Linked DNA regions of Mus musculus: region 1 is linked to region 2. A link is a contact called in public ChIA-PET data. All regions are on one chromosome and are shown on one strand. The core of a region is the stretch at or near the end of the contact, and the rest is flanking DNA. Distances in the headings are between cores, read along the strand shown. Region 1 overlaps Gm34598 (a long non-coding RNA gene). Region 2 overlaps Cracd (capping protein inhibiting regulator of actin).

Region 1 (6,625 bases), core at 2,225-4,724, 280 kb before region 2:
TCAACCAGCACCACCCACTCCTTGTCGACCCGACACACAAATGCATCGTTATTAAACCATAACCTCTCCTTTCTGTTTACTTCCATGACTTCATTTTAATATCACATGTAGAAATATAACTTTAAAGGTGCATTGTTTTAAACCCCTAACTAGAAGGACTTTGCCACTCCACAGAGGGTAATTAGCACATGCAGGAACCCTACTGAGAATGTGAGACTTGAGTGAGGGGCAGAGATTCCACCCCAGGACATGGAAGTGTTGAGGGCTGCTCTTGAGAGCCTTTATGGAAGGGACCTCCTCCAGCTACAGCACTGCACAAACCCTGGGTCTGTGTTGGGAGGATGGTGACTCAGGCAGACTCTTTAGGATGTGACAGCAGAGGCTGTCCTAGTTCTTCCTGTCCCCGTGTGGGCTGGCCTGGAACACTCAGTTCTCCTCACATATCACTGGCCTCCTCACGGCACGTGAATGTGAACCTTCTGGAAACACCTGCTTATCTTTGTGATGCTTGCCTCTCCGTCTGTTTATTCATTCACGTAACGACTACGAGCTGGACACTTCTGTGTATGTGTGGAGTACCTCTTAGGAATGTGTAGGACTAGAAGTGTTTTAGATTTGTTATTCAACATATTTTGGAATATTTGCATAGCCAAAGAGATGTTTAAGAGGGGTTGGAATTCAAGTCTACGTGTGGTGCCTGTTAACTTCATGTACTCTGGTTAGACAGTCTGAAGGTAAATTTATGTAATGTGTTTTAGCAACTTGTACAGGAAATATCATGTTATGCTATCTTGTACTTAAAAAGTTTCCAGGTATTGGAACATTTGGGACTTCTGATTTTCAAATTAAGCATACTCAATCCGTAGCGTGTAGATATACGACTAATAAGAGATAGCCTCCACACTCTTTAGAACTTATTTTGACTTTACTGTTATCTTTTTGATTGCTCCTCTCACCACTTCTTCTTCTTCTTCTTCTTCTTCTTCTTCTTCTTCTTCTTCTTCTTCTTCTTCTTCTTCTTCTTCTTCTTCTTCTTCTTCTTCTTCTTCTTCTTCTTCTTCTTCTTCTTCTTCTTCTCCTCCTCCTCCTTCTCCTCCTCCTCCTCCTCCTCCTCCTCCTCCTCCTCCTCCTTCTTCTTCTTCTTTTTTTTTGGTTTTTCGAGACAGGGTTTCTCTGTATAGCCCTGGCTGTCCTGGAACTCACCTTGTAGACCAGGCTGGCCTCGAACTCAGAAATCCGCCTGCCTCTGCCTCCCGAGTGCTGGGATTAAATGCGTGTGCCACCACGCCCAGCTACATGGGTATTTAATATCATTGGTGGTGACAAAGGGTTCACTAAGCCTGAAATCACTTAGGGGGACAAGACATATGCTGTGAAGAACATGAGCCCTTAAGGGATATGCGATGACAGTGACCCCAGTCAAGAAGTTAGAGGAGCAGCTATCCCAATGCTATCCCAAAAGTCCCCTATACCCTCCCCCTACCCTGCTCCCCTACCCACTCACTCCCACTTCTTGGCCCTGGCTTTCCCCTGTACTGGAGTATATAAAGTTTGCTAGACCAAGGGGCCTCTCTTCCCAATGAAGGCCAACTAGGCCATCTTCTGTTACATATGCAGCTAGAGACACGAGTTCTGGGGGGTACTGATGAATTCATATTGTTGTTCCACCTATAGAGTTGCAGACCCCTTCAGCTCTTGGGTACTTTCTCTAGCTCCTCCATTGGGGGCCCTGTGATCCATCCAATAGCTGACTGTGAGCATCCACTTCTGTATTTGCCAGGCACTGGCATAGCCTCACAGGAGACAGCTACATCAGGGTCCTTTCAGCAAAATTTTGCTGGCATATGCAATAGTGTCTGCATTTGGTGGCTGATTATGGGATGGACCCCCGTGGGGCAGTCTCTGGATGGTCCATCCTTTTGTCTTAGCTCCAAGCTTTGTCTCTGCAACTCCTTCCATAGATATTTTATTCCATATTCTAGGGAGGAATGAAGTATCCAAGAGTTGGTCTTCCTTCTTGATTTTCTTGTGTTTTAGAAGTTGTATCTTGGGTATTCTAGGTTTCTGGGCTAATATCCACTTATCAGTGAGTGCATATAAAGTGATTTCTTTTGTGATTGGGTTACCTCACTCAGGATGATATCCTCCAGATACATCCATTTGCCCAAGAATTTCATAAATTCATTGTTTTTAATAGCTGAATAGTACTCCATTGTGTAAATGTACCACATTTTCTGTATCTATTCCTCTGCTGAGGGACATCTGGGTTCTTTCCAGCTTCTGGCTATTATAAATAGGGCTGCTATGAACATAGAGGAGCATGTGTCCTTATTACCAGTTAGAACATCTTCTGGGTATATGCCCAGGAGAGGTATTGCTGGATCTACTGGTAGTACTATGTCCAGTTTTCTGAGGAACCGCCAGACTGATTGTACAAGCTTGCAATCCCACCAGCAATGGAGGAGTGTTCCTCTTTCTCTACATCCTCTCCAGCATCTGCTGTCACCTGAATTTTTGATCCTAGCCATTCTGACTGGTGTGAGGTGGAATCTCAGGGTTGTTTTGGTTTGCATTTCCCTGATGATTAAGGATGTTGAACATTTTTTCAAGTGCTTCTCAGCCCTTCTGCATTCCTCGGTTGAGAATTCTTTGTTTAGCTCTGTACCCCATTTTTAATGGGGTTATTTGAATTTCTGGAGTTCAGCTTCTTGAGCTCTTTGTATATATTGGATATTAGTCCCCTATCAGATTTAGGACTGGTAAAAATTCTTTCCCAATCTGTTGGTGGCCTTTTTGTCTTATTGACAGTATCTTTTGCCCTTCAGAAGCTTTGCAATTTTATGAGGTCCCATTTGTTGATTCTTGATCTTACAGCACAAGCTTTGAACTTGTGGCAGTCCTTCTGCCTCAACCTCTTGAGTATTTGAGTATCGTCATGGTAGACACAAGTCACCATGATGGGCTGAGACTTATCTTTAATTCCAGTGATTATCCATTACTGTGTATGCATTGAATGAGAAAGTAGATGGGCAAATACATAAATATATTCTATTCTATATTCTATATATTCTATAAACAGTGCAGGGCCGAGTCTGTATAAACAGAATAAATCAAGAGCTCTAGGAGACCAGAAGTCCAGTTGTTTTTCTCCTTCCTGAAGCTCTCCTATTGAGATTTATTCTCATTGCTTTTATCTCTGTTGAGGACTGGAAATTTAGCTTGGTTGGTAAAGTGCTTGCCTGGCACGTATGAAACCCTGGGCTCCACCCCAGCACTTCAGCTTCTGTCTGTACTTTCTTCCCGACTACAGTCATTTCAATGTGAGATCTTCCCACGGGCTCAAGCATTTCTGTACCTGGTCCCCAACTGCTGCTGCTGTTTATGAAAGGTTCTGGAATCTCTAGAAAGTGAGGCCTCACTAGAGGAAATGTGTCACTAGAGAAAGACTTGGAGGTTTTATAGCCTAACCCTACTTCCTGCCTCCTCTCTCTGTTTCCTGCTCCACTAAGATATGAAGAAGCGAGGAGGCCCAGCTGCTCATGCTCAGCTGCCCCTTGATTTGTTTTCCTCTCTGGGGTGGGCTATCCCCTCTGGCTGTGATCCAAAGTAAAGCTTTCCTCTTAACTTACTCTTGCTTGCTTCGATGTTTTGTCACAGCCTTGAGCAAGGTCACTAACACACCAATGAAACGCCAACACTTCTTTGTTTATACCACCAGCTCCCTTGCTGGTTCACCTCTCATTGCATTGCTGGTCAAACAAACTAATAAAAACAAATGAAAATTGGACTTGGATCCACTGATTATACAGATAAAGGGGTGGTACATAGTTGAACAGTATCTCCCTTGTCTTGTCTCCTTTTCTATTGCTGCGATAAAACACAACGACCAAGGCAACTTATAAAATGAAGTGTTTACTTTGGCTTATGACTTTAGAGGATTAGAATCTATGATGGCAGGGTCAAGAAACAGCCGAGAGCTCACATCTTGCTCTACAACGATGAGGCAGATTGAAAGCAACTGGGAATAGCGTGAGTCTTTTGAAACCTCTGTAACACACCTCTTCTAATAAAGCCACACCTCTTAACCCTTCTCAAACAGTTCTACCAACTAGGGACGAAATATTCAAATATACAAGCCTGTGGGAGCCATTGTCATTCAAACCATCATGTCCCCCAAACTCATGTCTGCCAGAAAATTATACCAAGACCTTATTTGGAGCCAGGACTTCTCTTAGTTTATTTGAGTTCTTAAGACTCATGACTTGATAATTTACAAGTAAAATAATTTTTATAATCATACAGCTATGATTATAAAAATACATCAGATTCTATGTCTGCTAAAGGCCTGTTGCATATGGGTGGGACATCTAACCCTTTACACGGTAGATAGTACAGAAGTGCAAAAAAAAAAGGGGGGGGGGACAAATAAATACTTTGTTCTTACATAGCAAGAAAGGAGACCAAATTCTATTCATGAGGTCCACACTCCCTTTTGCTGAGTATAAAGAGTTCACCTTTCTCTTCTGACTTCACTTTCTGACAATTCTAAATGTTTCCCCCTCAGCAATGTGTGGTTTGGAGCTCTTTTGAGAATTATTCTGTCTTCCCCATGTTCTCACCAGGCAGGAAGTGTCAGTGAACATCCCCTTGGGTGGTTGGCATCATGTGGACGTTCTCCACTGCCCGTGGCTTCCACAGAGGGTAATGTGTGGAGGCTTTGTTCTGGAGCTCCCTGCTGCCCCTCTGTCCCTCTTTTAGGCAGCAAGGCATTTTGTTTCATTGTCTCTGGAACAGGATGACACTGCAGAATCAGGATGACAAAGAAGGCTTACTAGCCTACTGATTCCTGGCCCAGGGACAAACACAATGAATTAGGAGAGAGAATAAAAGCCAGGCAAATCTCCCAGCCTGGATACAGAATCAGTGGTCAGAGGAGTAAAAAGCATATTCAAGGCCACTAGGGCACAAGGCAGAGGTGAGTAGGCCACACTGCTGAGTGCACTGGACGCTGTTCAGTCCTTAGTCATTCCCTCCAACTTCTGCTGGTGTCCCCTGCTGAAGAGTTTCACTCACATATCTGTTATCGGGAGCCTCCACCAAGACTGTCTCCCTTTCCTGGAGATAGCCAGTAGATGTTCAATTTGAAAGAGCAGAGGCTTACCCCCTTGTCTCCACTCAGGATAGCTGTGAGGGACCACCAGCCCCAGAGCTACCCAAGGAGGAGACAGAGGCCCCTGTGGCAGGTATACTTAGTTCAGTAACTCTCTGTCCATGGCAGCTGTTGTGCATGAGGGTCTCCTCACTTCTCACTCCCACTAACACCTCCCCCACAAACATTCTTCTCCTGAAGGTCCTATCGCCTCCTTGGAAGACAAATGCAGAATGGGAGAAGTCTACTTTGTTGGCACCAGGACCAGTGAAACCTGTGACATCACATAGGCGGGAGCTGCAGACCTGTTGCCAAGACATCAGCCACCATATTCTCAGAATCGACTTGGCTCACCTCCCACCTTTACCTGTGTTACATCATTATCCATATATATATATATAAGGGGAATACCCTTCCTTTTCTGTCTCTTCCCCCATCTCTTCCCACCATCACCTTCCTTGCCCCTCTCTCTCCTAATAAACATCTTACACGTGGAACTGTTTTGGCCTGGTATTCTATGTTCAGACTCGAGCCACTATTCTAACACATTATACTTAGGCCTCCAGAGACCCCAAGGCTCAGCCTTGTACAGGAGAGTTGAAGGAAAATGATGTGTGGTCAACATGAACAGAGACAGCTTGGATGAGCCCCAGAGTTGCCCACAGCCCAGAGCTTCAGTCAGAAGTCTGCTGTGCGGTTAGAACCATCTCTATGGTCAGGGGAGTTGGACAGTGAACCTGACTCTAGGGCTGGGATAAAGAGCCTGCAGCCATGTCCCAAGTGGACTTTCAAATAGGGGTAAAGATGCTTTGCCATGATGATGATGATCTCAAGGTGACAGTGTCCGTCTCCAGCTCTCTCTGTAAACTCCTCAAGGAAAGGAAACTGAGTGGCAATGGGGACAAGATCTCAGTAAAACATACGGTCCTCATTCACCTAGTCACCTTTACTAACATGGTTGTGATCCACAAGCCGATAATGAAAACAAAGCCAAATTAAAAAAAAAAAGCAATGAATTGTAGAAAATATTCAGCAGATACAAGGTAAAATTTAGCAAACGTAACATCAGAAAAAAATGGACACAAAGAAAGACACAGACTCCAAATGAGAAACCAATGAAAGGCAGAAATGGAAGCCACAAAAAATGGAAATAAAATAGGATAAATATGTAAAAAAGGATGTTGCTTCTTCACAAATAATTAGAGGTACAGAATTTTTGAGAGATTATAGCCCAATTTAAATTCTTAATCCTCCTACTGTGGCTTTCAGGAGCTGGGATTATAGGCATGAACCCCCCCACCCCACACACACACATCTGACCCACAGAGGCACCACCTGTGCCTCTTGCGGCATTTGAAACTCCTTTGACAAAAATAGGGTATTGATGTCCCACAAAGGGTGTGGTCACCTCTCTCTTTGTGTTACTCTCAAGTCAGTAAGATTTCTCGATGTCAGTCACCTCGAGGGTGGGACACT
Region 2 (6,703 bases), core at 1,057-3,556:
TGGAACATTCGACTCTGAATTATTCAAGTACATTAAAGGAAAAAAAAGAAATTCTCTGCTGGAAGTCCTTAGTATAAATAGGTTACACATCTTGGCTTGTTCATTTTCCCTAACGGCCAAGGGAAAACTTGAGGGGCATGGAAGGCCGGCAACCGAAACTATCGTACATACATGGCTGGTGTGGGTGAGGTGACGACTTTATTTTCTTGTCTCACTTTTGCATCTTCAGGTGGGGCAAGCCTTCTCTTCGTAGTCTGAAAAGCCCAATGACGAAAACCAAGTCTACCCCAAGGTCCTTAACCTTTGGGTTGTAAAAGAACACATCCGAAAAGTTTTCCCAAAAATGTATATTCTAAGCCAGCCCTCTGCTCCCAGAGCCTGGGCTGCAGCCTGGGCTGCAGATGAGCCCATGTACTACGGAGAGATTCTCAGAGACAAGTCTGACACAATTCCTGTTCTCACCAGGTTAAATACAAACGTTCCTTAGGAGCCAGCGAGGCCAAATGGTCCATGTGTCTTTAAAAAGGTACTGGTAAGACGGGGCACACCATGGATTGAGCGTAGTAAGAGTGCAAGCGGGTTTGCTACCTTATGGTTTTTAAGGTGGGGGGAATTCATGAAAACCACACATAGGCACAGAGTTGGGAGCCAGCTTTTTCCTTATTTCTCCAGTTCCTGCATTCAGGAGAGTGACACCATGTTTAATGTACATGTGAACCTGTCACTGTTACATATGCAAACATAGTAGGGTCAATGTTTTGGATAGAAGAGAATCAAAAATAAAACAACAACTTACAAAGCTTGGCAAAAGGACATGTTCTGAAATGGTGCATGGGTATGCATATGTGAAGGCCATGGGTGGGCATGGCGCTCCCCTGAGGAGCTCGCACTTGCAGATTTTGCTACACGTGGTCCCTCAGACAAAACTGTCTCTTGAGAACTAGAGGGAGCTCAAGGCACCAGGACCCAGGGTTGTGCAAATACACTCTTTACAACGAACCCCACCACTTCCGTTGCTGAACATTATTTTGGAGCCTAGTAAGCATGCTGCTTTTCCCTAGCCTGGTTCCGTTAACCTCATATAAAAAATAAATAAATAAAACGGGCAAGAGAAGAGCCGACAACCGGCCGAGGGCGTGGGTGAAAGTCGCTCTTTACTTAATAATCTGCGGACAGTCGCTCCAGGCCTTGGCTTTTCGTTTGGCCAAAGCCAGCCAGGCAGGTTCTGTGGACACCGGGGCAGCGTCTGGGGTGGAGAACCGCTTGGTGACGTCTTTTACCAGTGCTGCTGAGGGCGCAGAGTCTGAGATCTCCACTGCAGTGTTTCAAAGGGAAAGAGAAGGAAGAGCCACGTAAAAACAGAAAGTCTAGTTAACAGAGTTATATGTACTTACTGTATGTGAGATGCTGTGCACACACACACACACACACACACACACACACACACACACCAGAATAGCCAAATCTAGCTGTTATTCACAAGGTGATGTAAGAACATTTGAAAATCTGCTCTTAAACGTTTTAAGAATTCAATAGATTGGTAGCTATGGTCACCGTGTTACACTACAGATTCCTTGCACTTCTCTGAAATGTACCCGTTAGTAAACATCTCCCCAGTTCGGTCCCCAGAACAAGATTCTGACTTTAGAAGGCATGAAATTCAAGCCATGAATGATAGAAGCCAAGATGCCTTGGAACTGCTATGTCCCTGAACTCCTGAAATTCCTGCCTCCACCTGAGCCCTAAGATGAACCCATGGACCGGACAGTGGTGGCATAGGCTTTTAATCCCAGCATTTGGTAGGCAGAGGCAGGCAGATCTCTGAGTTCAAAACCAGCCTGGTCTACAGAGTGAGTTCCAGGACAGCCAGGGCTACACAGAGAAACCCTGTCTCAAGAAACAACAAAACAAAACAAAAGATGAACCTTTGGAAACTGCCAGCTGTCATGACTTCTAGTGTTGCTAGTAATTCCTATGTCCCCTGTCACCTGTTTGTGAGACATCTCACACTGTAGCCCAGGCTGGCTGCAAACTCATGGTAATCCTCCTGACTCCGCCTCCCAGGGGTTAAGAATTGCAGGCTATCACGCCTGACTATCCTGCTTTCTCTACTAGAGATCTTGGGTTTCTATGAGGAGGTTCTCTGTAAGGATTTCGGAGCACTCACAACTTTAGTGCCCAGGGACGCGTCCTGCATTCTTCTGGAACTCAGGGGATACAAATTGAATGTGAAGACAAACACTTTGAAGCAAAGGCTTGCTGTATTAAGCTGGCGCTGCTGTAAGCGGGGATCACTTCCAACCGGGCACAGAAAAGAAAGAAACTCTCAGTCTCACGCTAATACTTAGAACCCGCAGTGTGAGAGCAAATGCAAGAATGCTTGCGGGCCAAGATCAGTGTTTTGAGGTAGTTCTGGTATATAAGCACTCCTGCCCCACCACTAAGTACTAAAACTCTTTTTTAATACCTCCACGTTTCCAGACCTCGGGTAGCAGGTAGCCGAAGCACAGGCTTAGACACCACTAAGGTTTGGGCGAATCTCTCCAGTGTTCTCATGTCTGACGTTTAATTCTCTAGAGTTGGGGGTTGATTTGCTGCTACGTATTCAAAGGCTAAATTCTGAACCCCAAACAAGCGCATTCTCATGCACACGGATCTTAGGTATGTAAACCTTGCTCCACAACTTAAAGCTGATTGGCTAATAAAAGGCTAGAGCCTTTGATTGGGCAGTAGAGAGAGGAAGGCGGGACTTGAGAACTGAGTGAGGGCTCTCGAGAGAGACCACTAAGAGAGGAAAAAGAAGGCGGAGAGAGTAGGCAACAAGGCCGTTTGGATCCTGACCTTCCGGCCAGAAGCGCACCTGAGGGCAGGCTGGTGGAGCAGAAGCATTCCGGTTGAGACAGCATATGGAGTTCAAGGGGCTACCGTTTGGATAGAGGGGAGAAGAGCATAGAGCCTGCGCAGTCGAGGCTTACAGCTTGGAAATAAAATACCAGGTTTCTGTGACTCTTACATGGGCAAGCTAGAATAAATAATTCATTTACGCTCTAGTGAGGTGGCACAGAATTCTTCTGTGTTGGGAGGCAGAAGCCTCGTGGTGTGTGCTTGGGTGTCAGAGGCCCTCAAAAGTGGATTCATGATTTTTCTCACACTACCTGCGTTCTCTCTCTCTCCTCATGTGCATGCTTGCCCATCCACTTCCTAACCTAGGATGAAACAGCCCAGGGCCCTCCCAGCTTGATAAATAACCAGTCTTTGGGTATTCTGTTAGCCTTCACAGAATGGACCAAGACAGACACACTATGCTCTCTGGGGACCACCACAGCCATATAGGGAAGCAGATGTCCTGTTAGTGCCTGGGAATCTATGTATTCAGAACTATCCATCTTCCAAGTGATTGGAGCCAGGCAATAGTTGGGCAACCATTGGGACACTTTATTTTATTTTACATCTTTCATGTGTTATAAAAAAAGAAAGGTGGCTGTTGTTAATTAGCACCAAGGACACAGTGCAGAGACAACTTTCTCTGTGAAGCCAGTTGACAGCCTTCTCTAGAGTCACATCAGTGGAAATGCCCGAGCATCTGAGCCGTGTCACCTAGGCAGAGAAGTCACCAGGAAATTGGAGGGCGTGGGAGTGGGAGAATCTTCTGCCTCCAGCTCACTTTCACACAGAGGCCCAGGAGGCAGCTTTCACACACTTACCTCAATTGCGTCATTTCCGATGATATGACGCTGGCGTCTACTTCCAAACCCAGGCTCCTGCCTCAGTTTTACCTAAACTTTCCACCTTGCCTTGCCCAATCCTGTCAGACTCAGCTCTTCCTTTGTTTAAATGTTCTGGCCTATGCTTTTCTTTGCTGTAGCATACACACATACACACATGATAGATAGATAGATAGATAGATAGATAGATAGATAGATAGATAGATAGATAGATAATAGATACACCAGATGATGGGCAATGAGGTGCTAGTGATGACTCTTATTGTCCTGTTAAATGTTCAGAAACCCAGCAAGCCACTTGCTGTCTGTCACATTGGTAGCTTAGCCATGGATGACGTATTTACACCATGGACAATAATAGAGGCTATGGAGCAGAGGTGTCTGTACCCCCGTAAAGAGCTGACTGTTCTTGCTGGGCATGGTGGCACATGCCTTTAATCCCAGCACTTGGGAGGCAGAGGCAGGTGAATTTCTGAGTTCAAGGCCAGCCTGGTCTACACAGAGAAATCCTGTCTCAAATAAAAATAAATAAATAAGGAGCTGACTGTTAAGGCGTCTTACTGTCTCTCCACGAGAGCTGGGGAAGTCCTGGCACTTGCATCAGTGTCAGAGTTTGTGCCCTGGTCTGGAGAGAACCTGTGCTGTGTGACGTCTGAGGTGCTGTGGCAATCACTACACGGTGGAAAACTGTAGGTACAGGCAAGCGGGGAAGGGCCCACGCGCCACCTGTCACAGACGTGGGAAGAGTGTTGGGGAAGGGCCCATGCTCTACCTGTCACAGACGTGGGGAGAGTGTTGGACTTCTTTAGCTGCTCTCTGCGCTGCAGCCTGGACACGGCCGTTTCTGGCTTTTTCTCTTCAGATGGAGCAGCAGGCTTGTGCACGGGGGCAGTTTTGCTTGCCCGGCTGCTTCCAGGCTGTAGGCTGACACTGACCTGCGTTGGGAATGACAGGCAAAGCATATTCTCAGTGCCATGACCCCTGACCCCTAACCTCTGCACCCCAGAGGGGCCCTGGGCCTCACGTGTGAGTGGTGCGTTCAAGACAGGCCTCCCCTGAGAGCTCAGTGTTGTGTACCAAGGATGGAAAGTTACTTTCCAAGCGGATTATAAAGTTAGGTCATAAAACACGGCTCTTGATTGCCCGTGCACACTGCGCAAAGTCACTTCCATATCTCCCATATATAGCCACTTCCCTTCTCCAAGCTAGATATAGAAGATCCTCATGGGATGTCTGAAACCAAGGATAGAACTAAACCCTGATTGCTCTGTCTTGTTCTTACCTTAGATTTGTTCCACTTCAGCTTATGACGGTTTTCTAACTAAGCCAAGAGCTTTCACCAGGAAGTACTTTATGGCTTCCTGGCATGAGTTAATCTCCAGTATCATTAGAGTGACGCCTTGGGGCCATTCTTAAGGAAAATAGGATGGACGCAAACACTGGGACTCTGTGACAGTGAATGTGATGACCAAAGCAGATATCAGGTGCCAGCAAAGAGTCTCCATGTCCCATGGAGTAGGACATGAGGTTCCATCACACCAAAACGGCAATTTATCTCTGTCAGGTGTTATTTGTGGAATTTCCCACCTAGTATTTCTGGATCATGACTGACCTTCAGTCATTCAGACCACTAAAGAGTGCAGCCTCACACAGGGAGCAGGGGCACTACTGAAACCACTGTGTGTGAGCTGCTGCTGCAAATACATCTTAGATTCTGCCAAACCAGGTTCCCCTGCAAGCATAATAAAACCAAATTAAGTTTTACACTGGAAACATGCCTCCCTGACATAAAGTTTGTCAGTGTATTTCCTTCCCTCCCTTTGGGAAACAACACCTCCAGATAGAACCTTAAAAACCAAGCCAGCGACTTAGAGCAGCTTAGGGCAGCAGCACTAGCGGCACAGTGAGCTACGCACGGTCTCTTTGGAGAGCTTTTCTGCTTGCTTGGCCTCCCGGGCTTGCTTCCTCTCCTCCCGAGTTGCTTGCTGCTCCCGGAATCCCTTCTGTTTCTGGAGTGCCAGTGTTATCCACAGCGGCTGAGCGGTTTCGACTTTCTCTGTCACCTTGGAGCCGTCCAGAGAGTGCCTGCTCTGAAGCACGGGCTTCTCTGTGAAGGAAGAAGGTGGCGTTTGCTGTGAGGAACAGACGACTAGCTCATCAGCTCCTGAAGTCCGTGGTGTAGGTACTAACAGGCTGATGCCCGAGGGACCCCACTGAGGGAGAAGGTGACATCCTTGACTAACAGGGCATTTTCCTTCCCTAAACGTAGAACTACTTTACAAATATATATAAAATCTCCAGTGCAATTAAAAGCTCATGTTTACAGGGGACCCAGATGATATGTGGTTCACTGCCTTGGTGAGGTTTGTGTTTAGCAATGGACTGCAAAGAAGGAGGAAGGGGAGGAAAGGGGACCCCAGATTGTGAGAGAAGCAGGATGCAGGGAATGGGTCCAGCTATAAACAGCAGAGTCCACTCCAAGGGGAGCCCAGTATCCGATATGCATCTCTATCAGATCTGCAGTCTCGATCTCAGAGAAGGGGCTGTTGTTATCTATGAATCAGGTAGATGGAGTCCTGCCATTTCTATGAAAGGCATCAAAAATGGCAAAGCCACCCATGCCAAAGACCTGACCCACATTCCCACGCTGTGATGGGGTAATTCAGACGCCACGGTGTTTTTCTTGACATCTATCTCCTAAAAACAAACTGTTTGTTTTTAAAGGGAAAACAAGGAAGTTTGTAATTCCTGAGAACTGCACTTTGAGTAGAGTAATCTGGGGCCAGGGGGTCATATTTCTCTAAGAGGGATGTACTACCTACTGCTCTAATGAGGTACCTTGGACTGGATTTTAAAGAGTAAATGTAAATAAAGGCTTACTAGGTCTGCCCCACAGGACCAAAAAGCAGGATATTAAAATTGGATTTCCACTTGAACCTCAGCCAAGAGTTCTCCCAAAGGCTTGTGAAAAAATAATC

Evidence for each region. ChIA-PET counts read pairs in DNA pulled down with a chosen protein or histone mark.
Region 1: a contact with region 2 is called in an RNA polymerase II ChIA-PET map of memory CD8 T cells, with 6 read pairs. The contact joins two enhancer-like sites. A contact is called at or near these places in 1 of 484 Hi-C or Micro-C datasets (the HL-1 cell line), 1 of 115 datasets of contacts at active chromatin or transcription factors (memory CD8 T cells) and 2 of 9 other capture datasets (adipose tissue and pancreatic islet).

What each region holds. Positions count from the first base shown.
Region 1 is chr5:77,145,105-77,151,729 of GRCm38.p6, reverse strand. Gm34598 (a long non-coding RNA gene) reads left to right here. Exons shown (of 3, transcript XR_880411.1): 3 at 5,351-5,633. Among named protein-coding and RNA genes, the nearest start is that of Chaer1, 8.1 kb to the right of the region's middle. Within about 2 kb of position 3,474, at least 41 of the 459 cell types and tissues checked have an H3K27ac peak or open chromatin away from gene starts, as enhancers often do. A contact at or near this core is called in memory CD8 T cells, where this site is marked.
Region 2 is chr5:76,865,129-76,871,831 of GRCm38.p6, reverse strand. Cracd (capping protein inhibiting regulator of actin) reads right to left here. Exons shown (of 9, transcript NM_001163793.1): 7 at 5,642-5,832; 8 at 4,498-4,660; 9 at 1-1,315. The coding sequence ends at 1,155. Among named protein-coding and RNA genes, the nearest start is that of Cracd, 28 kb to the right of the region's middle. Within about 2 kb of position 2,306, at least 38 of the 459 cell types and tissues checked have an H3K27ac peak or open chromatin away from gene starts, as enhancers often do. A contact at or near this core is called in memory CD8 T cells, where this site is marked.